Regions from separate parts of the Rattus norvegicus genome. Here region 2 is linked to region 1. The links are chromatin contacts, called in public Hi-C maps. All regions are on one chromosome and are shown on one strand. The core of a region is the stretch at or near the end of the contact, and the rest is flanking DNA. Distances in the headings are between cores, read along the strand shown.

Region 1 (6,593 bases), core at 637-3,136:
GGCTCACAACCATCTATAATGAGATCTGATGTCCTTGAAGACAGTGACAGTATACTTATATACATAAATAAATAATTCATTAAAAAATTCTGTCTGTCAATAAAGAGTTAAGAAGACGAATGTCAGTTACAGATTGAGGAAACACTGTATGGGCGCACAAGTGCCATACACATATTTATCTACCCATCATCTATCCATTTATCTACCTAGCTATAATCTAGCCACCATCTATCCATAATCTAGCTTTAGAACATATCAAAAATGTTACGGCTTAAAATCAAAAGATTAACAATGAATACATGAGCATTGTTAATGGCTGAGAAAAAGAAAAAAGAAAAAGAAAAAAAAGAAAGAAAGACCTGACTGTTCCTAGGTTTGTAGAGGACAAGGTTTATTGTAGATAAAAGAGAGAGACTAGCCAGAGGAAGCGACGTCTGGGAAAGTGGATATGACCTTGAACCATGTGAGAGAGGGAGGAAAGAGAGGGGAGAGCCCCACTGACCGAGAAGGGCAGCTTGGGCCGGGAGACTGGCCAGGAAAGTAGAAGAAAGAACCAGATAATCACAATGGCTGGATTATTCAGCCCATGGCCTGGAGAAGCGTAGGGCATGCCAGCCAGGAGGGCCCTGTACCAGAAAGGGACTGAGGAGAGCAAAGAGAACCTGAGAGCCAGCATCCACTCGGATGTGTGAAATGGGTGCATCAGCCATTTGTCCTGAATTTGAGACCTAACACCCAAGATTCTGGCTCACCTTTTATGTTTGGAGGATAAGAAATAAAAGTTGTCACAACCCAAATTAATACATCTACAACACAACCCCACACCTCCACCTTTGAGAACATTGCAGAAGAGAGTGCAGGAGGACTGTAAAACCCAAAGGACCAGGACGTCTGCTTTGAGAGAGAATGTACCCATGTAATCTCAACAACATGACTGCATGTGTAGGATCTGCACAGTGACGTGTCGGGTGAATGCCAGTGTGGATGGGGGAAATGTTACAAACCCTGCCCTAGATGAAGAGCTGCAGACCACCGATCAATGACTAATGGCTGCTGAAAGAGAATCAGTCTTCTCCGAGATGAGCCCCCTCATAGGGTATCCAAGCCAGGGGTTACCCCTAAACATATAAGCACCACTAAACAAACTCAGGAGGGTGTGTGTGTGTGTGTGTGTGTGTGTGTGTGTGTATGTGTGAGTGTGTGTGTGTGTAAGGGGGGGAATAGAAACAATGTAAACAATATACCCATGCATAAACTTCTCAATCAGTCAATCAATAAATAAACTTTAAATGGAAAAAATAAGAAATTGCTCTATATTGTAGAAAATCCTCCCCGCCTTCTGTGCTATTCCATAAGGGTTGCAAAAGAACATCGCGGGCTGGAGAGATGGCTCAGCGGGTAAGACTGCTCTTCCAGGGGTTGGGGATTTAGCTCAGAGGTAGAGCGCTTGTTTACCGAGCGCAAGGCCCTGGTCCCCAGCTCCGAAAAAAAGAAAAAAGAAAAAAGAAAAAAAAAAAGACTGCTCTTCCAGAGGTCCTGAGTTCAATTCCCAGCAACCACATGGTGGCTCACAACCATCTGTAATGGGATCCGATGCCCTCTTCTGGTGTGTCTGAAGACAGCTACAGTGTACTCACAAATAAAATAAATCTTAAAAAAAAAAAAAAAAAAGAAAAGAAAAGAAACACTCAAAAGAACATGGACGTGTAAATGTGAAATGTAGTAACACTATCCCAGAAAGCAACATTCGTGTATGGATGGCCCAAGAGCTAGGGTTAAAGATAACCCTTGCAGCTTCCTGAAGAGAGGAAGGGTTGTGCCCTGAGCTGCAGCAGGAAGCCAGCAGGCACCCCGGGCCCTGGGCTCCTGGCAGATGGACAAGCGCAGCTTGTGGGCTGGGCCTCGGAGCAGCATCTCAAGCCTTCCCATGCCTTTACACTGACTCACTGGCCTGTCAGCAGTTGGCTATTAAATGCTGCCTGCCTGTCTGAAGTCAGGGCTTGCAGCTTTGCTGTAGGCAATCACTTCAGAGGCAGTCTGGTTCATCCACCACCCTAGGGCGCCTCCTGCCCACCATCCCTGGGCCCCACCATCCCTGGGCGCCTCCATTGATTCACTTCCTGCTCCCCGGTTTATGCTGGGACTCGCAGCCCTGACCCCAGGGGCTCTTCTCCTTCCAGGTGCTATTCCTTGGCCTCTCCCAGGTTTGCAGAGCGCATTCCTCCCGTTTGCTCCCATTGCCCTTTGGCAGACAATGCTGGAAGGAAGGTTCCGGAGCCAAGGAGCAAGTTTCCTTTGCTAACAGCGCTGCTGGCTACCTCTCCTGAATACTCTTCCCAGCCTCGGCTAGCCGAGCACTGCCCACCATCCAACACACACAGCACGCCCAAAATCCTCCCTCCTCTCTCTCACCTCTGTCTCCCACCTCGGCAGGGAACTGCCGTGTGGACCATTAACACTTTATATCCTTGGTTTCTGGTGGCATCATCGGGAATCGGGGTAGGGACTCGGGATTTGAAGGAAACGAGAGAAAAATAGTGTGGGCAGGGATGGCAAGAAAATGTTCAGGGTCCCAGGTCAAATCACGCATCAGTGTGGAGGTGAAAGGGGTAAGCGTTATTAATGGATTTCCTATTGCAGACTAAGGCCGGGCGCAGATTTGTCGTGTGCTAGGCTATCCTGCTGAAGTCATCCGGAAGTCACTTGCAAGAGTTAGTTAGTCTTCTCTTCCTTAAAACTGTCCAATGTTCCATGGACCTGACTGGAAACTTTTGTTGCAAGGAAATTTAGTTCCTGCTCAGGGGACACAGAGTGAGAGTTGCACACTGAGGTACTATGTAGAAATCCTTTCACTGCCCAGAATGATTGTCTAGAGACAATGGCAGGGTGCCGTGCAATAAATTCCTTCTGCCCGGTTCCTATTATCTAGAAACCCAGCCTTGCGTTTCACATAAATTAGATCATCTGGAGAAAGTCTTCACCGGGCATTGAAAGGCCTTTGAGATGACACATAGGCTAGAAAGTGGAAGAACTAACCCCCGTACAGGTGAACAGTTCACAGTCCTGGTTATGGTTTATTGGTGTTGAGTTTCGTGAGGTCAGATCACGGGTGTGAAAAGTCAGTATCTTCTTTTTCTTTTTAACCTTATTTTATGCAGATAGGTGTTTTGCGAGCATGCATGTGTGTGCAGTACCTATGGAGGCCAGAAGAGGGCATCAGATCACCTGGCGTTTACAGATGGTTGTGAGCCGCCATGTGGGAATCTAACCCAGGTCCTTTGAAGAGCAGCCAGTGTTCTTGACAGCTGAGCCATCTCTCTAGCCCTGAAAACATCATCTCAATGAGTTTCCTTGACAGTGAACACCTGCAGAGCATACACTGTGAGCCAGGCTCAGAATGTCAGGGTCTACCTAGATACTTGTTCAGTTCACTGTATCTACTTTTCTTTGTTTACAGAGCTGCAGAGCAACCCCAGGCACTGATGGATACTAGGGGAGTCTTTCAAATGAAGTCAGAGAAGGTTAGCAGTTTAACCACCGTCCTGATTACTTTTCTTCTTTTGTGGAGAAGCACCATGACCAAGGCAACTTATAAAAGAAAGCGTTTAATTTAGGGGATCATGTAGCAAAGTCTAAATGCTCAGCAAGGCAGGAAGCATGGCAGCGGGCAGGAGCGCTGGAACTGCAGCTTGAGAGTGTACATCTGATCTCCAGGGAGGAGGCAGAGGAAAAGAGCTTACAGGGAATGGCTTGGGCTTTTGAAACCCAGCCCAGTGATTCAGCACCTCCAGCAAAGGCCACGCCTCCTAATCCTTCTCAAACAGTCCCACCAGCTGGGAACCAAGCATTCAACTATTAGAGCCTATGGGAGCTGTTCTCATTCAAACCACCACACCCACCATTAATTATATGCATGCCCAGTGGAAGACCTAGGGTTCAGACCTTGAATCTGATCTCATATCTCTGGTCCAAACCCTTGGATAACTTGTTCATTCCCAAGTTTCCAGGTACTCCAGAGCTGGCTACTGCTTTTTTTTTTTTTTTGAGCTTTTCCCAGCCTGGCAGTTAGCTGAGGCCTGTCTAAGGGAGAGTGCGATCTGCATTGAGCAAAATGAGAATGGCACAAGCCTTTAATCTCAGCACATGAGGCAGAGGCAGGAGGATCTCTGTGAACTCCAGGGCTTCATAGTGAGATGTTATCTTACCCAAAATGAAACAAAAACCAGAATGAGAGCCAAGCAGATGGCTGATGCAGGATGAGCTGACCCAGACTGAACCTGTCACGGGTTTCCCTTAGGGGAGAAGATGAGGAAATTATACTTTGGGCAAAATGTGCGTAGCCCTGCCTGCTTTTGACTCATGCCTGCGTGTATCCAACTTCTCTGAGATAGTCTTTCTAGGTTGATAAGAGATAACAACTTCAGAAGGGGGATTTCCCGGACTTGTTTATTTTTGTTTTTAGCTTTTCCTTTTTGTTTTTGTTGGTTTGCCTTGGTTTTTCAAGACAGGGTTTCTCCGTGTAGCCCTGGCTGTCCCAGAACTCAAATTGTTGACCAGTCTGGCCCCAAAAAGGTAGTAAATGCGTCTTCACAAGTGTGACTGAGCATCTTGAGATAAAATGATGGTAGCCTTAGAACGCGCCTTCCTTCCGTGATGAGTTTCCTTACCGGGGGGAAGGGGGAGGTTTAATACAGGCTCCAGACCTTAGCCCAGCTGAAGCCATGATGAGAGTTCCATTCAGGCCAAGGAAACCAGAGTGCACGCCACATCACCTGCCAAAAGAGAGCAAAGACCTGATCCATCCAAACCCGTAGTTCCGGGACAGTCCCTGAGTATACTAACCGTGCTTTTTGGCTTCTGCAGTTCTGATCCTGGCTAACTGTTCTTGCTCACTGAAGTGTGTCAGCCAAGGGTGTGGGTTTTGTGCTGAAAAGCTCATCCTAAGAAAGACTCAGGGCTACATTAAGGAGTCCTATTTGGGACCCAGTGTAGTCACTGTCTGGCTAATAATGAGTTCCTATTGGCTTACAACTGTTTACAGGTCATCTTCTCTGATGGACACCTCCCAACATTTCAAGAGAGGCGCTCTGAAGGCAGTCATGGAAAGATAGAGTCAGAGCATTGAACAGCACCAAGGTCACCTAGAGACACCAGAAACTGGAAGAAGCCAATGGGGTTACTCCATCTAGAACCTTCCAAGCTTCCAAGAGGGAACAGCCCTGATGACTTCTGGCTCAAGGCCTCCGGAAGCGTAGAAATGATTCACCTCTGTCGTTTGGAGCTGCCAGTTTGTCGTTGTCACTGGTTACAGAGGCCCCAGTGGTAGCAGAGAGGCCATTGCTCTGTCCATTGAACCTACCTCTCTGTACCCAAGCTAGAATTGGTCATTATGAACTTACAGTCAGTCAGGCCCAGGGGCATCCATACATAAATAACGGGCCAGCATAGAGAGGAGGAGAACCAGGAGGGGGACAAGAGCACAGGACAGAGAGGGAGAAGCCACCATGGATCAGGAGTAAAGAAAATGTGGCCCTGTGGGCTGGCCAATTGGAGTTGAGAGCATCCCAGACGGAACCTAGTAAGTAATAATGTGGGGTTACCAATAGAAAAGTCGATTCTAACAGCATGGAGGGTAGTTATCAGCCCAGCATTTGTGCTGTTTAAGGCCTATTGTAGATATAAAAGTTGTGTGTTTTTCAGCCAGGATCCTAAATACAGAAGGCGGGGTAGAAACCTCGGGCCGGGATTTAAATAATTACTACAACAAAATGGTATGCCACTGGTCACGCAGTCCAGTGGGTTTGACTGTACAAAGGTCAACAGATTTCACACATTTTAAACAATCTGTCAGACCATCTTAGAGCATGGCACAGAAGCCCAGACACGAGTGGACCAGTAGTAGGTAGGACCAGAAGGACTGGGTCTCCTTAGACATGCCTGTCCCTGGCTCTCTACCTGAACTCTGCGATCTCACTCCAGGACCCCAGAGATGAAGACAGCTTTGGGGGAATCTCTTTATCCCTCTTCCCAGGGTGGTCATGTTGAATAAGGCTCCTTCTACTCCTGATTTCCACTTTTAATATGACATCTTTAATTGGCTTATTGAGGACAGATAACTAGACCTGGTCACAGGCCATTCAGTAGCAAGGTGTCCCCAGAGCTGGTCCCTGTAGGCTTTGATTTTTTTCAAAACCTACTTTAATAAGGGTACTTAAGGGCTGGAGAGGTGGCTCAGCAGTTAAGAGCACTGACTGCTCTTCCAGAGGTCCTGAGTTCAAATCCCAGCAACCACATGGTGGCTCACAACCATCTGTAATGAGATCTGATGCCCTCTTCTGATGTCTGATGACAGGGACAGTGTACTCATATAAAAAAATAAATCTTTTTTTTTAAAATAAGGGTTCTTCAGCACTTCAACTTCCCTTCTAACCCACTACCCACCAGAGGTAATGGAAAAGAAAGATTAGGGAAAAGGGAGATATGGACCTGTTTAGAAATAATTCTTTGGGGCAATTCCAGTGTTTGCTGTCAGCAATCCAGTCCTCTGGCAAAACACTGTCAAGAACCAGCAGTTACAAGGGCAATTTAATCCA
Region 2 (6,214 bases), core at 3,089-5,588, 130 kb before region 1:
TAGGGACAGGAGCATCCGGTTCAAAACAAAGACTTTGCACCTCGGTTCTCAGCTGAGTTCCTGGGAACTAGCCTCAGGAAACAGAGCAGTGTTTGCCCCCTCCTGGAAGCCCAAGACCCAGATAAGAGCTTTTCAAAACTATGTATGTGTTTGCATGTCTCTGTGTGGGTGTGTGCAGGTAGGTGTAGTACCCACTGAGGCCAGAAGAGGGCGCCAGATCCCCTGGAGCTGGAGTTGCCGGTAATCATGAACTGCCTGGCATGTGTGCTGGGAACCAAACTCAGGTCCACAAAAGCCATACATGTTTTCAATATCTGAGCCCTCTCTCCAGCCCCGTTTGTTGTTGTGACTTTTTAAATGTTTGCTACAATGAAAGAGGAAGAGAGAATGTATACAAGATAGGAAATTATAAAATATGATAAATGAAAATACGAAAATTAAAATATCATATGCCTCCTACTGTTAACACTTCACAGAGATGTGTCTTAATACCCCTCTCTCCTACACACACACACACACACACACACACACACACACACACACACCAAATTTTGTACAGTGTTCTATAGCCCTCTTCCAACAAACAGGTTTCCCCCACCCCCACCCCTACCCCCAGTTAGGGTCTTGCTATGTAGCCCATGCTGGTCTGAAACTTGTGATCCCCCTGCCTCCACCACCAGCGTGCTGAGATTATAGACGTGTATCACACCTATGAGTTAGTTACTAGACATCTCAGCCCTGTTTATCTCTGAAACATCCTTTGCGAACGGCTTACCCAAACCAGGAGCTGACCCGGCAGCGCCTGCTGCATTTGGTCCATGTTGCTCTCCATTGCTGGCGTCTCTTGTTGCACAGGCTCATTCCAGGCAGTGGGAAGTCAGGTGTGTCTGTTGCCACTGTCCTGGACACTGGGAGCCACATAGCTAGCTCATCCCAGCAACCCAGCACTTACCCCGGACCACAGGGGCTGCACAGACCTGATCTTGCCATATTCTCCTGGCTAGGGTGACCCTTGAAGCAGCCATCCAACTTCCTGTCTGCTTAGGGCTACCCACAAGCCCCTGGGCTGGGCTGGCTATGTTACACCATGTTCTGGCTTTGCAAAAGGCCTACATGACTACCTGTCCTGGAATCTATTATTTCCTACTTCCTGGGACCAAAGATGAAGGCCAGGTAGGGTGCCTTGCTACCCTATCTGTCCTCGACAAGGATTCCTAAGCCCTACTCATGGGCAAGTTGCAGTGTTCTTTAAAGATTAGCTACAGGAACAGTCAATGTACCGCCCTCTTTCACGGGACAATCCAGGCATGTGGTTCATCCCAGTCATTGCAGCGGGCAGCTGGGAAGCTAACGCAGGAAGACTGACATGTATTCCAGGGCACCCTGAGTCACACAGCAAGTTCCTGCCAGCATGAGCTACAGAGTAAAGCCTCTAAAAAATATCCTAAAGTCAGAAGGAACGCACTCATCAGCTGGATCCCACAGTGATGGAGGGATGGCCTAAACTGGAGAAACGTTCACTGTGAAAGGCTTTCCCAATAGGGCACCAAGGCTTCCTCTCTCTGCTTTACAGAATTGACTTTCGCCTCTGTATCTTCAAAAACAAAGAAGTTCCCCTAGACCTGTAGACTTCTAGGCGTCTTAGCTTTGTTGTTCTGTCAGGAAAGGAACGAAATATACCTGCTATCCTTGGCTCTCTAGCCCTGATCATTCAGAAGCACCTGAGCAGGGCCAAGTACATGTGCAAGGAACAGGGATTCCCTGAAGTTGACCACAGACCCACTGATCAAACTGGGATCCACAGCCTGATTCTGACCATGAAAGTGACCTGTAATACTCACTGTAAAAGAAACATATGTTCTCTGCCTCTGCCTCTCTGTCTCTGTCTCTCTCTGTCTCTGTCTCTCTGTTTCTGTCTCTCTCTGTCTCCATCTCTCTGTCTCTGTCTCTCTATCTCTCTCTGTCTCTCTCTGTCTCTGTATCTCTCTGTCTCTGTCTCTCTGTTTCTGTCTCTCTCTGTCTCTGTCTCTCTCTCTGTCTCTCTCTATCTGTCTGTCTGTCTGTCTGTCTCTCTCTCTCTCTCTCTCTCACACACACAGAGAGAGAGAGAGAGAGAGAGAGAGAGAGAGAGAGAGAGTCTAAACTATGTACCACAGTGCTTTTTACTACCAACAGAGCACACTCTGGCATTTTCTGTTCTGTCTTTCTGAAAAGAGCAGTGCTGGTCCCTCATCCATCTCCCCTGATTTTCCCGCCCACAAAAGCTTTGCACAGAGCGGTTAGCAAAGTCCTGTTCCTGGAAACCCTCCAAAGTGCAGAAGCCAAGGCCACTGATCCAGTGGGAGTTTCTTCACTGGTGTCTCTTTCCTAGGTGGAAAAGAACATCATCCTGGAAGAAAAGATCCAGGTACTCCAGCAGCAGAACGAAGACCTCAAAGCGAGGATCGACCAGAACACGGTTGTTACCAGGTGGGTGAGCCCAGTTTCTCACTACGTCCTTCTCAAAGTGGCTTTCCCGGAACATCCGCATGTCCCAGTATCCAGTCTGAACAATCTCCTGGTGCCTCTCAGTTGATCAGAAGAAAAGCAGATGGCCGTGACCCCATGGTACACATCCCAGCTCTGCATCCCAGCCGGCCCCGTTCCCCAGAAGTGAGTGAGGACCTCAAGCCCAGGAAGCAGGGGCCCCAGAGCAGGAAGATTTCATCCCAGAGATTAGGAGAAGAGCATCAGCTAAAGTCCCCAGCTAAAGAGAACCATGGCTAGGTAACCCCAATATTCCAGAAAATCGGGTCAGCTCTTCCCTATAGGCTCCTGCTTTCAAGGAAGGATTGGGTCACTCTTGACCCCAGCTCAGAGTGCAGTGAAAACGTCTGTGGCGTCTGTGGCTGGCTGCAGGTTATTATACTGGGCAAGGCTAAGTCGCCCGAGTGAGATGGAGGCCTTCGCCTTTTCCCATTCTGTTGGACCAGACTCCTCGGTGTGGCTATGATATGTTATCCTGTGTACACCCATGCTTATGTGCACACACTCATGTATATATCCATTCACGCGTGCTCACACTTACACATACACTGATGCACGTGCATGCTTATACACTGGCATGCCACTTGTTCACACGCCCACACATACCCAGCCACCTTTCCTCAGACAGCAAGTGCAGGCGTCAGCCCAGAGTACCTTTCTGGGACTTTAGCCCATCCAGTTGTAAAATGTATTTGTACTTACTCTGGCCGATTCCTGAAAGCAGCGATCACTCTCTAAAACACAAGTTGAAATAGACAGGTGACTCCGTGGTTAAGAGCACTGGCTGCTCTTCCAGAAGACCCAAGTTTGATTCCCCGCACCTACCTGACAGCACACAGCTATCTGTTAGAGTTAACAGTTCCAGGAGACCCGCGCCCTCTTCTGGCCTCCACAGGCATTGCATGCAATGGTTCTCGGGCATGCACGCAGCCAAAACACACACATAAAGTACAAAAATTACCAAAAACACGCAGCAAAGCCAGCAATTTAAGCACCATGACATCACACACACACACACACACACACACACACACACACACACACACACACACGATTGCTTTCTCTCCCCCACCCCCGACCCCCGTTATCAACCGACGGTGATCAAACATCTATTTTTCTGGATGCCATGCTGAACGCCAGCCAAGAACATAACAGAGTCTTGACCCCTGCCCTCTAGGACTTGTGGTCCAGCAGACAGACATGTAGACAGACCGACTCTACAGCCGAGCTAATGACTTCAATCGCAGAGGCACGTACTCAGGGCTGGAGGTAACGGGAAAATATTCCCGGCTGATTGGCGCTGTTAGTCAGTACCCTGACCACAGCCGTAGACAATCTCCATAGCAACCCCTCCTATGGGCTGTAGCAGCAGCCCACGTGACCTACCATCTCCCCCACTTCCTACTCCAGCCTCTAGCCTTTCTTTGCTCTGTGCACAACTGCCCCCTAACCCAGCAGAGAGACCTGCGAGCCTGGGGAATTGCCCCCGGCCTCCGCCTATCAGCCTCTGTCACTAGTACGCCCAATGGTTCCCGCTGCTAACTACCATTCTCCCCCACGCAGACAACTGTCGGAGGAAAATGCTAATCTCCAGGAATACGTGGAGAAAGAGACCCAGGAAAAGAAGAGACTGAGCCGAACCAACGAGGAACTACTTTGGAAGCTCCAGACTGGGGACCCGACCAGCCCGATTAAACTCTCCCCCACATCTCCGGTGTACAGGGGCTCCTCCTCTGGACCCTCCTCTCCAGCCAGAGTCAGTACCACACCTAGATGACATCACCCTGCCACCCACAGGAGCTCAAGCTTCTGTCCGTCCGAGGGAGTGCTGGCCGGTGCTGGTGGCTGCCCTGTGCGCATGCTCAGTAGCTGCATACTGCATCTTAGGCAGAGTCCTCTCTGACCCTCGTGTGAGACCGTCCTGGTATTGGCGCTTAGGAAGGCGTAAGCAGCAGAGTCTGGTGTCCAAAAGCAAAACACAAAAACAAAAACAAAATGCTTTAGTATAGTTAGAAGCAAAAGAGAAACAGCTCCAATTGTTCCTGAGAGACGGAGTTCCGCAGCGGAACTTTAGGTCAGCCACAAACAGCTCCGTTTTTCGAATACTCGAAAACCCTCCTTGCACCGCTGCGGGTGTGTATTCAGATGCGTGGGTACACACCTGCGGCGACTCCGAATTGCTTTTTTTTATATATATATACATATATAACACACGATGCGCTGACATATTTTAGCGACGGTCAGCAGTTTTCTAACTTGTGCCTAAGAATTATTGGGAAATGAAAAACGCATTTCTATCTAGTTTCCTGGAGATATTTCTACCCAAAATAGAAAAAAGAAAAAAAAAAAAGAAAAAAGAAAAAGCAAGCAAGCAAGCATGAGACCAAGTGGTACCCTGCTTACCCTAAACACCAGCGATTTGTAGATGGTAACCGCCTTTGGAGCAACTAGCTTCTTAGTCCAACGCGAGGTGGGGTCACTCTCAGCCCATTGCAGGATTTAATTATGACTTCTCCCATCCCAAGGAGGTAAAATGTCGCAGGGTGTGGGGGAGGGGGGGACCGGAGGGATCACATGGTCTGGCCAATGTTTTTCCCCTTATCAATTCATTATAATCTTGAAAACACCAGTTTTGCTCCCCACCCCCAACCCCAAATGGCACCTTGCAAATCCACCATTAAGATATTATTGCATCCTCAGGAAAACACGGACGCATGCGACCTTTGCGATGAGGGTAAGCATGAACTCGGAGACTATCTAGACCATGCATGACCCATCCTCATGGAGGAGGAGTTCTGGTAGGGGCCGACATGGCCCCAACCATCGCCTCTCATAGGCAACACCCCCATTTTTCAGTTTGGTTCTATGACTCGACCCCATCACTGCACATCAAGATGGCTCAGGGGTTCTAGTCAAGGCTTCCGGAAACCAGCCTTTCTCTCTTGGGGAAAGGGGGGGGGGAAGCCAGTTCTAAAGGTGCTAGATCATGTCCCTTCTGCTGGAGGGTTACCAGGACTGCACCTGGCTGTGGTCCCGTCTTAGCCCCAGAAGGCTCTCCCAAACAAGGGAACGCAGTGAAACGGCCAGTCAGCATCCATCAGCCGCTGGACTGGCCTTCGTCTCTAATGAGGTAGAGTTAGAACATGAAAGGTATTCATGTAGTGCTATGGAAGATTAGAAGCATGACCCACAAAAGAGAAGTAGTTTTAACTGGCAGTACCGTGCCGCGCTGAATGATACCTTTGTTTCCTGTATGTGACAAGAGACCCTCCGTTTTCTAAGCATGGGCCTGTCTGTCTGTGAGCAGGCCCAAGATGAGAAGAGCCACGGAGCCAAGAAGACGGTGTCAGCCACTCCAAGGACACACATATCTGACACCGAGACAAGTGTGGTCAACATCCCTCCTGTGGCTCCAAGTTGGGCTTCCTTGGTCTCGGGTGCATCTAACTGTAGTCAACCTCCGCGGGTCTTGCCCATTCTGGAGGCACACACGGTAGATACACAGAGAAGAAACAGGTCTTTTTTTTTTCCTTTGGCTCTGCATGATCCTGGGATACCGAGCTGGGCATCCCATAAGAGTAGCTCATGCCATGTCAGTTCAACACACACAACTATTTGTTCTTTTAGCAGGCACAACCTGCGGACGTTAAGTTCGGTTGGCCGTTTAGCTCTCCGAGTTAGGACCCGC

What was found. A called contact is a pair of places that touch in the nucleus more often than the background predicts.
Region 2: a Hi-C map of Schwann cells shows a contact between it and region 1, with 4 times the contacts expected there. The contact joins two enhancer-like sites. A contact is called at or near these places in 10 of 12 Hi-C or Micro-C datasets (the A7r5 cell line, the Rat2 cell line, Schwann cells and 6 more).

The regions. Positions count from the first base shown.
Region 1 is chr12:11,610,089-11,616,681 of GRCr8, reverse strand. No RefSeq gene overlaps it. Among named protein-coding and RNA genes, the nearest start is that of Slc7a1, 51 kb to the left of the region's middle. Within about 2 kb of position 1,886, at least 7 of the 93 cell types and tissues checked have an H3K27ac peak or open chromatin away from gene starts, as enhancers often do. A contact at or near this core is called in Schwann cells, where this site is marked.
Region 2 is chr12:11,743,360-11,749,573 of GRCr8, reverse strand. It overlaps Mtus2 (microtubule associated scaffold protein 2), which reads left to right. Exons shown (of 15, transcript NM_001374100.2): 14 at 2,372-2,469; 15 at 4,090-6,214. The coding sequence ends at 4,303. Among named protein-coding and RNA genes, the nearest start is that of Slc7a1, 82 kb to the right of the region's middle. Within about 2 kb of position 4,338, at least 19 of the 93 cell types and tissues checked have an H3K27ac peak or open chromatin away from gene starts, as enhancers often do. A contact at or near this core is called in Schwann cells, where this site is marked.